Linked DNA regions of Zea mays: region 1 is linked to region 2. Evidence: chromatin contacts called from public Hi-C data. All regions are on one chromosome and are shown on one strand. The core of a region is the stretch at or near the end of the contact, and the rest is flanking DNA. Distances in the headings are between cores, read along the strand shown. Region 1 holds the start of LOC542128 (yabby14). Region 2 holds the start of LOC100273520.

What was found. A called contact is a pair of places that touch in the nucleus more often than the background predicts.
Region 1: a contact with region 2 is called in a Hi-C map of ear, with 3 times the contacts expected there. The contact joins the promoter of LOC542128 here to the promoter of LOC100273520 in region 2. A contact is called at or near these places in 6 of 25 Hi-C or Micro-C datasets (bundle sheath, ear, endosperm and 2 more).

The regions. Positions count from the first base shown.
Region 1 is chr10:135,703,378-135,706,077 of Zm-B73-REFERENCE-NAM-5.0, reverse strand. It overlaps LOC542128 (yabby14), which reads left to right and starts at 1,441. Exons shown (of 7, transcript NM_001111760.2): 1 at 1,441-1,732; 2 at 1,823-2,005; 3 at 2,130-2,340. The coding sequence starts at 1,613.
Region 2 is chr10:135,519,140-135,521,839 of Zm-B73-REFERENCE-NAM-5.0, reverse strand. LOC100273520 reads left to right here and starts at 1,380. Exons shown (of 2, transcript NM_001147938.1): 1 at 1,380-1,488.

The DNA.
Region 1 (2,700 bases), core at 192-2,691, 180 kb before region 2:
GCCATCGACGCAGGCTAGGAGCTCTCTAGGCGTACATGCATGACGCATGCAGATGCAGCTCGCAGAGCAGCAGGGCGCGGCCAGGCAAGGGGCGCGCGGCGGATTAGATTTCTGTATTACTAGCCGCGTTGGGGCAATCAATTCTCGCACAGGCGCAGCTGCCTAGCTAGCCCTGCCGATCCCTGCTTTGGCATGCTGTAATCGCCTGCGCCTGGCCCGTCTGCATGGCGCGGCCGGTGTGGCCGCAGGCAGGTGCTCGGCCGGCGTCGTCGGCAGAGCTAGCGCAGACGGCCCGGGGGGGCGAGTGGCAACAAACAGCAAAGCTGAGGCTGACTGCTGAGATACCTAGCTAGCGCGCGGCAGCGGAGCGCAAGGGACCTGACCTCTCGCGCCCGCCCTCGCGGGGTACTACTATAGCTACTCCTCCTATCGTGTATCAACAGTAGCGACCATGTCCTCTTCTGGTAGGAGTAGGCGCCCAGGCCGCTTTGTGAGAGGGCGCATGGAATGGAACAGAATGTATAGAGCTTTGCTTTTCTATACAAATCTTGCACGTCCAACATATGCATGCCCGAACTCGACGACTGCACATGACGATTCGGTTGCTCGCTCGATACGATGCTGAGTGCCTGACTAGCTGCATCGTAGTAGAGACAGAAGAAAAAAACCCAACATATACAGCCACGTGGGCGGTTAGTACATCGTTGCCCGAAATAAAAAAACGTGGCACTGTAACTAACTAACAAACCCTGCACCGAACGTGTCGAAATGGTGACCACACCGGGACAGGACCAGACGGCATCGTGGTGCACCGGAGAGGCGGGCGGGCGGGTGGGCCGGTCGGCCCAGTGGCCCACTGGCTCTGCGCCACGATGCCCCACCACTCATTCCGGCCCTGCCCGCTTTTCAGACAAACAGTCGCTAGCGGCTACTGCTGCTGCCACTGTTGGCACAGTCCGGCAGAGGCCACAGGCCAGAGAGAGAGAGGACGCACTCCTCGGCTTTGCTGCCTGCGGGGCTGTGCCTGGCGCCTGGCCCTGGCCTCGTCCTGCACCCGACGCCTTTCCCAATTTGCCCCCGCGGTGGCGCGGTGTGGCCATCCACATCCACCCACCGCAAGCGGAACGAAGAGCGATCGGCCGGCCCTCTCTCCTCTGTCCTCTCGAGATAAAAAATCATCCAAATCGGCGGGCGGAGGCAACAACAGATCCGATGCTTTCTCGAATCGGGCACGTCCATCAATCAAATCCGTCAGGAGACGAGGCACTCATCCCACCCACACACACACACGTCAAATCCAACGCCAATCCATGGTCTCGTCGTCGTCCATCACATCGATGATCGATCCCAGGGAGGGGGGGACCTGCTGGGCCGCGAAACCGAGCCGGCCGACCGGACGCTACGCCCCTATATAAACCGCCTTCCTCCACTCCCCAGTCCCCCACACTCCCCTGCACACCCAACCCATCCACATCCACTCGCCCAAGCCGGCCTTCGTCCCTGCCCAACGCTGCTTCACTCTCTCCAGCGATAGATAGCATCATCCTCTCCACCTGCACAGGAGACGACGAAGCAGCACCATCGTCCGCGGTCCTTTGCTTCTTCTGGCGCCATGACGTCGCCGGTGCCGGAGACGTTCAGCCTGCAGGACCAGCAGCCGCCGCCGCCGCCGCCAGCGGAGCAGGAGCAGATCTGCTACGTGCACTGCAGCTACTGCGACACCATCCTCGCGGCACGTAGATATATACACACACTGTCACATACGGTATGAAGAGAAAACGACACTCATCTCTCTGTACGTACGTACGTACTGCTGCTGCAGGTGGGCGTGCCGTGCAGCAGCCTGTTCCAGACGGTCACCGTGCGGTGCGGCCACTGCGCCAACCTGCTCTACGTCAACCTCCGCGCCCTCCTGCTGCCGCCGGCGACGGCGCCCGCGGCCGCCAACCATCTACCGCCCTTCGGCCAGGCTCTCCTCTCCCCGACCTCACCGCACGGTCTACTCGTACGTATTGGTGCTAGCTATAGCTTATTACACGCCACGCTACCACTCTGTGTTCATTATCATGCAGACGTTTATTGTTGTCGATGCATGCCATGGGCTTTATGTATATATACTGCATGTATAGGATGCTGAGACGATGTCGTCGTCGTCGTTCCAAGCGCCGAGCCTGCCGAGCGCTGAACCGCCGAGCGCCGCCTGCGTGAGCGGCATCACGAGCATCAACAACACCGCCTGCGGTGGCAACAACGCCGCGTCGGCCATGGCGCCGCCACCGGCCAAACCTGCACTGCACGAGCCGCCGCAGCTGCCCAGGAGCGCAGCGTCAGCGAACAAGAGTGAGAGCTTTTCTTCTTTTTTTTTCCATCTTCTATCGTTTCATTCGGTGCTGCACAAGCAAGCAAGCTAGCCAGGAGGAGATCGAGCTCTTGAGAGGCTATATATATATATGTGACTATGTGAGTCCTTGCGAGGGCGCGCGCACGCACAAACGACGACACATATAGTTCGATCTTCTCTTGAGTCTTCACGAGACTTTAATTTCTTCGGCAGTTTCTTAAATAAATAAATAAATAAGCACACAGTTTTGCATCTCAAACGATTCTTTTTTAATTAGTGGTCAAAGGTAGCACGTACGGTGAATAGTTTCTCGTCAGCTCAATAGTGCCCGCTGTCCGTGTATGATCCTTTTCAGTACG
Region 2 (2,700 bases), core at 131-2,630:
CCCAATATGCAAGGGAAGTTACTTGATGCCTTCAGTAGGTAAGAAATCATAGCCTATCTATTCTTCGTGCTTTAACTTTAAGAACTGTGTGGTAGTTGTTAAGTTAGGAAGTTAAGTAGTACTTGGACGAAGAATGTGATGAACTAAGAAGCATATGTGCTATATGAGCCTATGGTATCACTGTTAACTAAAGAGAAGTAGATTTTTCTCCTCATAATTAAAATATAAAATAATGGAAACTACGATAGTTATCTGTGTGCTTTTGCCTTACAATACTGTTACTACCGTCATGTCTTATTGTTACATGTACGCCTAATTTTACCACTTCAATGCATGAGTGAAATAATGCAGTTATAATGTACACCAATACATTAAAACAAGAACCACATGAACAAGACAGGAAGAGCTAGACACAATTGTAACTCACAATTTCCTTCTAGTTTCCGTCAGTACTAGCGAGTGATTTCATTGTCAATCAAATTCTTAAAAAAAAAAGGAATTCACCTGTAAAGAAATCTACGTCTGCACTTGCAAGGCAGCACAGGAAATCTACGATTGGGCTGCAGGAAATCTACGGCTGCACAGTTGAACGACCTTTTTGTGTCCTGCGTCCTGCGGCTTGAGCACGGCCGCGTCCTGCTGTTGTTTGGGTGGCTGCGTAGGATCCGTGGATTTGCGCACTGTAGCTTCATCAGTGGAAAAATGTTGCAGCTCCGTGTTACCGTTCGGCTGCCCAGCCAAAAAAAACAGTGAATCTACGACTCGGCAATAGTTGCAGCAACAGTTCAATAAAAAAAGTCAGCCGAATAGAAATGTTATATGTTTAGGAAAAAATTATTCCAACCTCATGACAAAGTATGCTCCAACATGACAAGAAAATCGCTACAGATTACGGAGAAATATTCTTATGACATATTTGTCCGAGATATAAATACCATGATAAAAATACCATAACTTAATTAGAGCACAAATTTGAAAGGACCATAAATTACCTCGTCAGGGACAAAAAAAAGGCTTAATAACTAGTGGATTTGCAGAAGGTAGAACTGATTATTAATTATATATAAGAGTTATAATAATATAATTAACTATAAGTGTCATGGCAATTGGCAAAAAGGAGATAATTGGATTTTTGTCACTCACAATGTTGTCTTCTTGTTATAATTACCATTGTGTTTATGAATTGTGGGTCCAGCTGGGTCTATAAAATGTGGGTCTAATGATAATTTTACAAACTTATTTCTTGCTGATGGCAAATATCAGAATCTCTCGGCAAAAAGAGAGAGAGGGAGAAAGAAATGAAAAGAAAATGGATCCGAGAAAGAATGTACCACTTCATACACGTTCGACTGCCCGAGAGATATACGCTCGGCCGTTTTCTGCATCAACATTCAACGGTGGCAGGCGGAGCAACCGAACACGCCCGCCGCCGCCCTACTCCCACCTGCCCCTGTATTCGTTGCCGGCGACGAGCACCCACTACACCAGGTATGCCCGCCCCCCTCTCTTTTCTGTGCAAAACCGAGCACCTGACCCGAACCCTAATTTAAGCTATCTCGGATCCGATCTAGTCACAAGTGTATGCATGTATTATGCCTACCGAATTCTTTGTTTTGGCAAAAAATATCGGCTGTTTGTACATGGGTACACCCATGTCCTTTATTGAGTCTGCCCTTGGTTCAGGTCTGCGAGTTTTTATTCTCAGTTGAGTTACTTCTGTCGTTATACTAAGCAGTTTATGAACATCAGCAGCCAAGGGATCAGGAGTAGTGGTGATTATTCAGTTATCACACTGGTTCTGAATTTCTCGATGTGCAAATCGGGTTTGATGCTGGGTTGTGATTTCGTTGCTACAGTTGTTGTTTCTCAATTCTGTTGATACTCGGTGTAGCTAAACTTGATTTATGTTTTTTTAATGCTGTAACCAATCTATCGTTTTCATTGGTGCTTATTATTACGCTTAGGTAAAGATTTCTACTGGCATCAGTTCATTCAAAGTTTGGTAAATCCTGCTCCATCCGTTTCAAATTATAAGTCTGTTTTGGGGCTTTTCTAGGTACATAGATCTTGCTATACACCTAGATATATGTTATGTCTAGATACATAAAAAATGCAGTGTAGCTAGAAAAGCCAAGACGACTTATAATTTAGAACAGAGGGAGTATCAGTTATAGAAAATGTTGCAGTTCTACACAGCCTTTTAATGCCTCACCTGGCTCTTGAATAATCATGCCGTTTGGTTCAGCAAAATGTAATGAAATTCAATTACAGAGTGGACCTTATGGTGATACAGCTGCTTGGTTCAGCTCAGTCCATTATGGAGTTCCCACAATCACATAACAACCCATTCACGACCGATACTGCCCCTCTGCATGTCTTATTACATTATGCAGCTGCTGCCGTGATCTGTTCCCCTTACGTTTTTCCAATCGAACAAATCAAGGAATCAAGACCCCCCTGTGACACCCCCCGTGATCTGTTTTCTTTACCATTTACGTTCCCAAATCCTAACCATGGAACCAAACACCATCATTATGTACTTCACTGTTAGTGTATACCTCTATTGTAATGGGTCTTGGCCCACCTAACTCTATTATATTAATGCATTCCCAACCCTGATTAGGGTTAGGGTTTCCAATAGTGATGTACAGTTCATGTTGACTCTCTAGTTTATTAGATGATTCTGAATTTATTGCTGTG